Linked DNA regions of Mus musculus: region 1 is linked to region 2. The links are chromatin contacts, called in public Hi-C maps. All regions are on one chromosome and are shown on one strand. The core of a region is the stretch at or near the end of the contact, and the rest is flanking DNA. Distances in the headings are between cores, read along the strand shown. Region 1 has its middle 16 kb from the start of Gramd1c. Region 2 has its middle 34 kb from the start of Tigit.

What was found. Hi-C and Micro-C count contacts between places; a contact is called where the count stands out from the background.
Region 1: a contact with region 2 is called in a Hi-C map of the N1E-115 cell line, with 4 times the contacts expected there. The contact joins two enhancer-like sites. A contact is called at or near these places in 5 of 484 Hi-C or Micro-C datasets (the C2C12 cell line, the N1E-115 cell line, cerebral cortex and 2 more), 2 of 115 datasets of contacts at active chromatin or transcription factors (bone marrow-derived macrophages and large pre-B cells) and 1 of 9 other capture datasets (liver).

Annotation. Positions count from the first base shown.
Region 1 is chr16:44,054,833-44,060,645 of GRCm38.p6, reverse strand. It overlaps a transcript of Gramd1c not described here. Among named protein-coding and RNA genes, the nearest start is that of Gramd1c, 16 kb to the right of the region's middle. Within about 2 kb of position 3,960, at least 18 of the 459 cell types and tissues checked have an H3K27ac peak or open chromatin away from gene starts, as enhancers often do. A contact at or near this core is called in the N1E-115 cell line, where this site is marked.
Region 2 is chr16:43,695,782-43,701,477 of GRCm38.p6, reverse strand. No RefSeq gene overlaps it. Among named protein-coding and RNA genes, the nearest start is that of Tigit, 34 kb to the right of the region's middle. Within about 2 kb of position 2,352, at least 124 of the 459 cell types and tissues checked have an H3K27ac peak or open chromatin away from gene starts, as enhancers often do. A contact at or near this core is called in the N1E-115 cell line, where this site is marked.

The DNA.
Region 1 (5,813 bases), core at 2,711-5,210, 360 kb before region 2:
ATCCTTATAAAAATTAATAAATACTGTATTTCTAACTGGGTCAAATTATAGACTTTTGTTTGTTCCTCCCCCCGCCCCCGTGTCCAGGTTTGTCGATCCCTCCTTTGGTGGGTGTCCTTCTCTGTACCCTAGCATGGTTTGTGAATCTTTCCCTCCAGAGAGCCACAAATCAGTGTCACCAGGGTTGGCACCTTCCATGGTTACTTCATAGGATTTAAGAGCCCGGGCTTAAATTGGGTAGACTTAACACATTTGATCTACTGCCTGGTGCCCTCGGTGCTTTTCCTTGTAACCCCAAGGAATGGCCTTGCTATGAAGAAGGCTAAGGAACAGCAATAGTAATGATGTTCATGGAGCCCGGTGCGTCATGATCTCTTATAATGCCTGCTGTCCATCATCCTCCCCATCTTCCTTCCAAATACGGGCATTGCAGATACTTCTCCACAGTGGCCATACTCTCATTACATTGCTTTTTTTTTTTTTAACGTCTTTTTTTTTCCCTTCTCGCTCAAGCCCTGCTTGCTCCAGCCCCAAGATTTATTTATTTATTATATGTAAGTACACTGTAGCTGCCTTCAGACATTCCAGAAGAGGGCATCAGATTCCATTACAGATGGTTGTGAGCTGCCATGTGGTTGCTGGGATTTGAACTCAGGACCTTTGGAAGAGCAGTCAGTGTTCTTTAACCACCGAGCCATCTCTCCAGCCCCCTATTTTTTGTATTTCTAGTACCAGCAACTACCTAGCAAATGGTAGTGGTTGGAAGATGTTTGCTGCGTGTATACATGACAAATGGGAGGAAGCAAAGACATTCGTTCCTGTCTTTTGTGAGCATATATGTGTTTGTGGTGTATGAATATGTGTACGGGTCAATGTGGGGTATCTTGTCAGTCACCCCACCTTATATTTTGATAAAGGTCTCTGTTGAACATAGAGCTCACCAATTCAACAAGATTTACTTGCCATTGAGCCTCAGTAGTCCACCTGTTGCATCACCATCTGCACTAGACTCATGCCCAACTTATATGTGGATGCTGGGGTGGGGTGGGGTGGGGCGTTTAAGTCTGGGTCCTCAGTCCTGTTCAGGAAGCACTTTGCCAACGGAGTCATCTCTCCAGCCACTAATTTCCATCTTCTAAGTGTTCAAATATTTTTTCTTTAGAAGTTAATTTATTGGACTGGCAGGATGGGTTAGTGGTGCCTACCCCTAAACCTGACCACGGGAGTTCGATCCTCGGGGCGCACATGACGGACACACACAAATAAATAATTTAAGGTGTTTATAAAAAGAAAGCTTAAAAATGAAATTTAAAAGTAATTTATATATTCAGAACACGTTTTTCTTTTAAAGTGCCATTTGTGGATAAGAAACTTAAATTGTTGGCGTTTATTTGCAGATAGTAAATGAAGGGGATTCAAGTCTTGCGACGGAGCTACAGGAAGAGCCCGAGGAAAGTCCTGGCCCTGTTGTGGATGAGAATATAGTATCAGCCAAAAAACAGGGACAGAGCACACATAATTGGAGCGGCGACTGGAGCTTTTGGGTAGTATCTTTTAATCTTGAATACAAATTCTCTTTAATTCTACAACAATTTATTTAATCCTTTGTGGTTAGCTTCAAGATTTCAGATGTTGTGACTTCCGAGACCCAATGACAGTTCTCACTAATTTTCGTTTGGCCACTAGAAGGCGCTGTTGTCTGGTCGGTGGAGTGCAGTGATCTGTTTGTCTCCTTGTGAAAATACTGCCTTACAATTGGACTGTGTGCTTAGTGTTATCAGCCGTATTGGAAAGATGCTAACATCGCATAAACTATGTTTCTGAGTCCAAGCTATTTTATGTAATTTTCATTCAAGGAATCGGTTCCCGTGGCAAGCACAGCTTCACAATGCATGCTCTGCAGTGTGTAATGGCTAGAAGATGGGTTATTAAGTTAGATCTTCAGATCTATCTTAAGTGTAACTCTGTTATCCTTCCAGTTTCCCCACATAAAAAGAGACTACGACTTCCCAGTAGGCACACTGAGACTGTGGAGTGTAATAGGAGAACGTGTCTGTCACTGTGTGAATGCTAACATTTGTTATTTTAATGGCTCATTCCAAAGCCAGCAATTCCTATGAGGATTTTGGTATTTGATAGAAATATCATGCCTTACAACTAGAAATGAGGTTTAAAGAGCGTCACACAGCAACCATAATTCCAGTATTGGTTTACGGGAAACCCACCTTGGGTATCCTGTATCCATGAGAATAGTCATTAAAGGACATGGTATCAACAGGCTATAAAGAGTAGTACACAGGCTGCCATCCTCTTTATAATTAAGAAGTCAGTGCATGGCTGTTACTGACTCTTCACACAGCTAGTAAGCTCTTACTTCCTCGTAGTAAAAGACTTAACATCATAAGGCTATGTTTTATTTTTGGTTAGCCACAACCTAAGGAAAATATGTTATTGCTAAGAAATACACTAAAATAACATAAACAAAATCATGCCATTTGTATCAACTATATCATTCTTGGAAACTTAGAAAAAAATCTATATATCATTTAGAAACTTTTATGGGTAGGGGAGAGACAGAAGTATCCTAAGTTGTCCAGGCTGCTCTCCTATTTGCTATGCGGCTAGGGCTAGCCTTGGACTCCTGAGACTTAGTTTTTTTCCCCTTTTGTTGAAAACAGATTTTCCCCCCTTTACGTAATATATTCTGATTGTGGTTCTCCCTCCCACCCTCTTCCCAGGCCCTCTCCACCTCCTCGCTTGTCTGAGTCCACTTCCTTTCTGACTCTCATTAGAAAAGAGTAATAATAGAATGTAACAAAATACAATATAATAAGATAAATAAAAAACTATCATGTTGAGGTTAGAAAAGACAAACCAGCAGAAGGAAAAGAGCCCAAGAGAAGGCACAAGAACCAGAGACCCACTTGTTCCCACACTCGGGAGTCCCATAAAAACACTAAGCTAGAGGCCACAACATATACACAGAGGACCTACATGTTGCATGGATGCAGACCCACGCAGGTTCTGTGTTTTTGCCTCGGTGTCTGTGGGTTCATATGAGTTTACTCATGTTGCCTTAGAGGCCCTCGTTTGCTTGGTGTCCTCTATCCTCTCTGCCTCTTACACTCTCTCTGTCCCTTCTTCCTGTGGCTTACCTGAGCTCTAAGGGGTAGGGAGAATTTGATGGGGACATCCCATTTAGGGCTATGTGTTCCAGGATCTCTCATTCTCTGTGTAAAGTCTGGCTAAGCTTATTTTTTGTAGCTGATATTGATGTAACTGAGGAAATTTTATAGCTCTGAGGGTTAAGTAGCTGTGGTTACTCTTGGATGACTTAAAGCAAGACAGTTATAGAAGGAAAGAACAACAGAATAACACTTTGGAAACCAGACGCTTGCATCTGAAGGTGTAGGGGGCAACAGAACCATCGCCGTCTATGATCTGGATAAAATACAACATCTTGGGCTCAATGACTAGATTGAGATGTTTGTTTGTTTGTTTGTTTGTTTGCTTTACAAGATGTCCAGATGACTTACATGTTTTAAAATTTGCAAAGCATCAAAGGTCTTCATTGCCTCTGTTTAGGTCTCTAAGATAATTTCACAGTCTTAGGAATTTTTGTATACATTCACATTGAATGAACTTAAAGATCAGAATGACATCTTGAGAATTTGAGAGACTTTCCCAGAAGTTAAGGAACCTTTGGAACTGATCCAAACACCAGAACATTCTAGACCAGAGAAACAAACCTTAAAGACCCTGCTCAAGATTAATTAGAGTTCTGGTAGACACAGCTATGAACATGATTCTCCACCTCTTCATCTGGAGTTTCCTCGGTATGCTTTTGTCATATTTTAATAGGCTTATGTAAGTTGATGAGATCACTGAAGATACAATAACTGCTTGAGGAAGATACCTGGGAAGCAGCAAGGAATGCCAGCACTCAGGTAGCATAGCCACTCGGGCTGCCTAATTCAAGGGCCCAGTGTCTGTGTAGTTAAGTCATTCCTTAGTGTGAACCCGTGCTCCGAGGAAGGTACTGTCGGCAGACTTCATCATTGTGCAGCCAGCATAAAGTGCACTAATACAGACACACATGATCAATTATGATGCGCCGTCCACAGATGTGCATGCTAGACCTCCATAGGGCGGGCAGTTCTGGCACTTCAGGAGGTTCATCTGCAGTAGCATTGCCACAGACTGGTGAGCAATGTGTCGCACCGTGACATTATGACTGATGCAGCGTGACTAGGTGATAGGAATTATTTTAGCTTCCTATAATTTCATGGAATCATGTTGCGAGAGTTTTACTACCCTGCCTTATGCTCCTGCGCAGGCCGCACTTCCAACCAACCGCCCAGGGAATCTTTGAATCCGCAGATGAAAGACACACAAACATTAGCTCATCTTTAGCTTCTCTTATTGGCTCAGTGGATGGGCTCTTCTAAGCCTTTAGCAGCTACTACACCCATCTCTTTACTCCTAGCTCAACACCTCTAACTCTGCCCTCAGCTTAGTTGCCCGGTTACCTTCTGTGAAGCCCAATGGTCCTGCTGCCCAAGAGGCTTTCAGATTTCTCTCCCAAGTATCTTCCCTTCCTGCCTTCTCCTGTCTCCTAGGAACCTGGAAGTCCCGCCTCTTTCTTTCTGCCCAGCCATTGGCTGCTGGCATCTTTATCGATCAATCAAGAACCAATTGGGGACATGGACCTTAGCATGTGGCCACCCAGATTCCCGATCAAAGCATCAAACCACACCCTCTACAGAACCGCCCCAGCGTCTACATCTGGAAGCTTTCTGAGTGGGCGGGGTTGGAGCGAGGAGGAAGAATGGGGTTAACTGTATCAGTATATAGTCTACTTAAAAAAAAAAAAAGTCCACTGTTGAAGAAACTCATTACACAACATACAACTGTTACCATAACCAAGAGAATGATGTTTAGGAAGTCTGGAAGAAATTTTATTTCCACCTACTTTAATTCAATCTGGTTTCTACCATGGACTCTTCCATGTTGCTTGATTTTCTTTTCTTATGATAATGTCAGAAAATCAGTACAATGCAATAAAAAGGCAGAGTTCACAGAATTCAGACTCAACACCAGGAAGACCTGGTAGTGTAGCAGGAACGTTCTCACGAGGCAGGAAATGTGTCGTTTAACCCAAATCAAGAATGCCAGGGCCATTTCAGAGTCGGGGAACCAAGAGCTGTGTCCCTTTTTACTTTACAAAGATGACAGTTGTCTGTCTCTATAAGAATACAACTCTAATAAGTTTCTTTTATTTAAATTTTCTTTAATGGGTGTAAATCCAAGGTCCTAGTGTACGTTAGGACAGAGCTTCACCTCTTGGCTCTTGTTCATAGTTCACAGTTCATGTGCCGGTTGGCTCAAGCAAAAGTAGATGAAGTATCAGGTTTCATGCGGCATCATAGCTACCAAAATTTCTTTCGAGGATGCAGTGCCAGGTAGGTTTGTACTGCTTTTCAAACTCCTTGTTATGGGCTGTCTGGTCCCTCCCCTGTTTTCTTCTTTTAATTCCAGGGATCTAACCCATGGACTTTTGAATGCTGACTTAATGCTCCACCACTAGGCTAGATCCCCAGCCCACAGCGTACTCTGTGTGTTGTATGAATGTGTCTCCAACACCTGGCGCGTGTCCTGCCCTGAGCCCTGTTGCTTCTCCTCCCGTGATCTGCGTTTTTTGATCTTACCCTTCAGTCCCTCGGGGTTACCAGGGGACGCACAACCAGAGTTGTGGGTCTCCAGGGGACAGGCTTCCTGGCACCCTACATGCCTATGGGAGGAGCTGCTGTCAT
Region 2 (5,696 bases), core at 1,103-3,602:
AGAATTTAATAGCAGCAGCTGTAGCCTGTCAGGCACTTGCTGGGAAGGCCATGGCTGGGAAGACTGTGGGGTTCAAGCGGACTGGGTCCTAGCCCCCTCACATTGTTGAGACCTTGGATTCGGGAGCTGTACCTCAGAGACCAGGAATCTGTGTGTTTTATTAACTATGGCCCAAATGACTTTGATCTGTGTAGCCGGAGGTGCAGTCTTCTTAACTGTGTAGTAGATCTACGGCTTGTCTGAATGCGGTGAATGGTTTCAACTTCACTGAAGTATAAATCTGAATCCAAGAGCTTTGAGCTTGGCCTGTGGGGGCCCATCAGCTACCTAGTGAGTGTCGCTAACTATCCATTGCAGGGCCTCAGCTCAGCTCAACAGAGCTCCTGGCATTTTGTCTCTGTTTTTCTTTTACTGAAAATAATTTTCTTCCATACGGTAAATTCCGATTACAGTTTCCCCTCCCTTAGCTCCTCCCAGCTCCTAACTCCTCCCCACTTCCCCTCCCATTGGAATCCACACCCTTTCTGTTAGAAAAGAGGCATCTAGTGAATAATGACAAAATACGATAAAACAAAACCAATGGCGTTTCAAATCAGTGACTCCATCTCCAAATAAGAGGCCCAGGAACCTCTAAACTGGCGCATTGGGGACTTGGATTCTGGCGGATGTCAAAGGATGAGTCACCAAATAAGTTACAGCTAACATAAAAGCGGTGGGGACACCAGGAGGAGCCGCTGTACTTCAGCTCATTTTGCAGAGGAGCTGTGGGAAATGTGTGGGCTTCTAGCCAGAGGGCCTGAGCAGGACTCCCGATGTTCTTAGCTACTTGCTACCTGGCAAAGCAAACAGCTTAGGTTTCTGAGTTGTGTGTTTCCTCTGCTCCTCACTAAGGCCGCAGCCCTGTTGAAGACACAGGGCTGCCGTGAGACTCGGGTGACTTAAATACATGAAAACGCTCTTCCAACTGTGGCGTTCTGAGCAGCCATTGCCTTTTCACTGTGTAGAAACATGTCTGAGGTGTTGTAATGACAGAGTGTACTATCGGGCAATGGTGTGTGTGTGTGTGTGTGTGTGTGTGTGTGTGTGTGTGTGTGTGAAGGGGTGGGGGTCGCGGTTGGGATAATTCGTTTAGAGCTAGCAGCTGAAATGGAAGGCCAGAAGCAAACTGGCACACAGGTGTCCGAGTTTGCTGTTCTGACAGCGTGTGCTACACACTTACTCGTTTGCTATGAGCAGCAAGTTGGATGTAACTGGAGATCTGGGAACGCCAATCTTCAAGAGAAGACACAGTCAAGCATGAATTTGATATGGTCAAATAATTTCATTTAGGATTTCAGAACTCTCATTATAATTAGACCTTAGTCAACACCATTGAGATATGTTCAATTTTAAGCCCCAGAAAAAAATAATTGTCACTAGAGAAAGGGCTTTGAGAGCATATGCAACGATTTATTCCCCTTTAGAGAATTTTAACAGTATCTATAGAAAGTATGAGGCTGTGTAGATTTTTTTTTTTTTTTTTTTTTGCTTTGTTTGGTTTTCGAGACAGTGTAGCCCCAGCTGTCCTGGAACTCACTCTTTAGACCAGGCTGGCCTTGAATTCAGAGATCCACCTGCCTCTACTTCCCGAGTGCTGGGATTAAAGGTGTGCGCCACCACGCCCAGCCAAATGATGCAGTTTTTATGTGATGAATTCCTTGTTGCTGCAGTAGACCTTGGGCAGTCCTTGCTCCTCCTGTAGCAGAGCTCTGTTTATTGGCTGGAGATTTAGTCAGAGGAGCTCTGGAATTTAGCAGGAGACATGTTTATGTCTCATGGTCAAATACTTATTCAGAATTCTAGAATTCTCGAGCACCTCCTGTATGTCCAGCATAGCGTGGGGTATTAGAGAATCTGATATGCCCCAGCTTGTAACTCATTCACGTCAGAGGCAGAGGGGGAAATCCCATCTTTGTTATTCAGTAGAATGAGGTAAAACCAGAGGTCAACAGACCTGGTATAAGGATCACTGTGCTTTTGTGACTTTATTCCCTTAACCAAATCTACTGAACCCTTTCCTGTATCAGGCACACGCTCTCCAGAGCTTACGTGATGGTGGCAGCCTACAAAGATAGTGAGACTCCACCAGCCATGGTGGCATGGGACTGTAATCCCAGCCCTAACAAGGCAGGAGGAGCACAGGTTTGAGGTCGGCCCATCTCAAGAAACAACAACAAACAAAACAAAACAAAACAAAACAACAAAACTGGAAGAGATGATGAAGTCCCCTAGGCAGAGGTCAGTAAAGACAGGCCAGGCAGAGAACACAGGGTACATACCAACCCGACAGCTCAAACCCACAAACCACAGGCTAGCAGGAGAGACAGCCTTGGGGGCGGGACAAGGTGTGGGGGCGGGACCAGAAGGTTCCTGTGGGCTCCACCATAGACTTCTGCCTTTCCGTCAAGTGGAAGAGGGCGGGGCTGGAAAGGATTTGTGGCAAGCAGTAGATATAAAGAGATGAGTGCTTTTTAAAATTGTGGCGTTTTAAAATAGCCAATGCTCTGTTTGCATCTTCCTCGAAGGATCCGTAGGTTGAGGTGTGGGGGTGGGAATACAAAATAGTGGATTTAGGGAGGTAGGTTAGGGACTGTGCAGTAGCAGTGGAGGTGAGAAAAATGATTTTAAAAATCAGACACAAGGTGGTGGTGGTGGTAAATAAAGAGTTGGGCAGAGCTAAGACTCTGAAGGAGCAGATGTGTGGGAAGGAAGCTGTCTTGTTTCTCCCTACGTTCTTGTCACTTCCAGTTCTATACTTTTAGATCTCTCTCTCTCTCTCTCTCTCTCTCTCTCTCTCTCATATTTATCTTTCCAACTTACATTCCAGTGGGGGAAGTGATTGGATTTTTTAAAAGATTTATTTAGTTTATGTATGTGAGTACACTGTAACTGTCTTCAGACACACCAGAAGAGGGCATCAGTTCCCTTACTGATGGTAGTGAGCCCCCATGTGGTTGCTGGGAATTGAACCCAGGACCTCTGGAAGAGCAGTGAATGCTCTTAACCGCTAGGCCATCTCTCCAGTCCCCTGGACTTTTTTTTTTTTTTTTTAAGCAAAATTTGTAGCACAGTGTGGCTGTGTTGACATACTACCCGTGGCAAACATTGAAAGAGTTTGAGCACAGGGTTTGAAACAACTCAGTCAAGTTGTCTCACCTCTCAATCCACAGAATTGCCACCTAGAAAACTGGGATACAATGGCATCTGGCTTGTTAGGCTTCCTTTAGAGTTCAGTGAGGTAGTAAATACAAAACCATTGACACAGAGCTTGGTTTAGTGAAAACGCTCAATGCTGTCACTTGTCACAGATTCTAGTTGGAAAGCCGTATCAATTACGTGTCTCGTCACTGTAACAACATACACGACAACAGCAACTCGAAGAAAGATGGGCTTGGATTTTAATATTTATTTTATTTCTGGTTATGTGTGACTGTGTGGTAAATGCCACACATGCTGTGGGTACCGAAAGAAGCCAGAAGAGTGAGTCAGGTAGACCTGAAGCTGAGTCACTGGCAATGTGGATGACTTGCTGTGGGCTCTGGGAAGTGACCTCAGGCCCTCAGTCACTGAGGTGTCATCTCTCTAGCCCTAACATGGATATTTCTCATTTGGGAGTATTTCTCAGAGAGGATGAAAGCAAGAAGCTAATAACTACAGTTGAATATGCCTATAAGCTCCCAGAATGTCCATATAGGCCATGTGTTGTTTCTATAGATAAGTGGAGGCTAAGACAACAAATGCTTTCCCAGGGAGATAAGGTTCAAGTTATGCCCCGTCCTTTATGGCTTTATAGAGTCTTAGCAATCCGGATTAGAGGTTTTCAAATGGCAATCTACAGGCTAATGGGACTCAAAATTGTCACCAGTCTCAACAAAATGTGGACTAAAGTAAATTTAAAATATCTCCCCAGCTTTCCATTATGAAACGATTATTGTGCCAGGCATAACAATCCTAGTTGTGCACATCTTTAATCCCAGCAGTAGGGAAGCAGCCCTTAGAGTTGGAGGCCAGCCTAGTCTACCAAGTTTCAGGACAGCCATGGCTACACAGCGAAATCCTGTCTTAAACAAACACACACACACACACACACACACACACACACACACACACACACACAAAAGACACAGAATAAACCACCACCAAGAAAAAACTGCACAGTTTTATTATCAAGAAATTCTTAAGGCCAAAAATGAAGAGAAAGGTTTATTCGGGAGAAGGGAGGAGGAAGGAGGTAGCCATGAGTTCTGAGCAAGGTGAGGAATGGCTGAGCTGCCTAAAGTAGGTACATCTGTTTGGTAGAAAAAGGAGACAGAGAAAGGTTCCCCCAGAAGGGATCCCAGTGTCCCTTTTACCCTGGAGATTCGGCGAAAGCTAAATTTCTCCTGAGAACTTTATAACAGGGAGTTGCTCTCATTGGAATTAAGGCTAGCGTTCCCACAACTAATATAAGCTGAGAAATCCCAAGATGGGTACTGAAGTTATTCTGGGTTGGGTAGTGCCTCTAGGTGCCTGGTTAAAGCAGGCACCAATTTTCCCCGAAGGCAGGGGCATTGATCCCAGGTCTCAAGGAATTTCTGGAACCTCATTCCAATGAGCAGCACACAATGAAAGTCACAGAGTAAGTGAGGGAGAATCAAGAACCACAATCAGAACTGTAAAGAGCTCAGTGGGAGCTGGAGAGAGTACTGACTGCTCTTCCAGGCGACCCACAGTCGAATCCCAGCACCCACGTGGTAGCTAACAACTGTCTGTACCTCCAGTTCCAAGGGATCTGACATACTCTTTTGGTCTTTGCAGGCACCAGGCACAGCCACGGTGCACAGACATGCAGACAGGCAAAACCACTCATACATCAGATATTAGAAACTTGAGCATAGCTACGGGATGGAGGAGCCAGCCCAGCACTTGGGAGTGCTCAGTGCTCTTCCACCACTGGACCTGCCCCACGTGTCTCATTATCATGAAGTCTTCCTCTGATAGATCCCACATGTTTCATGAGAGCATCAGTCACTTCTCAGTGTTTCCTTAAAATGGTAGCGGGAGAAGAGGTTTGGTCAGTTCAGGTCATAGGAAGCAGTAACTTTGCACTGTCTGTCATATGTATGGGTGGTGAGTTCTACCTTGAAATAGTCCATGGATGTTCTTCTACTCCAGTGTCACTGTGACAAGCCTAGACGATGTCCCTAACCCTAACCCTTCCCTCTAACCTGGATCTCCTGAGTGATAACTTTTTTGAATGACTGTCATGAATTCCTAAGACAACCAGCCACGCCCATCACCCACTGCCACTTTCAGAATTATTGTAAAATCATTGTCCCTATTTCCTAGGATGGCTACCTACCTTTTTAACATCACAGGCAGATGTTAACCACAGGAAATGCCAACGTTTTTGTAGTCTTCTTTCCCAGGGTAGTGAAACCTGCTTAGTCAACACTTACACAGCCCGGGTACAGTGATCAATGACTCTTCCGAGAACAAGGTCCTCCAACGGAGCTGTGTTCTCGTTACCGACCCAGCTGATATCTCATTTCTTCTCACAGTTCACTTTCCAGAGCTGATCCCCAACAGCCAGAGTGCACATGTCTCATCACACGCCTGCCAACTTCTTTTGCTAAATGAGAAAACAACATGTACAAGAAAATACATCTTCTTCAGTG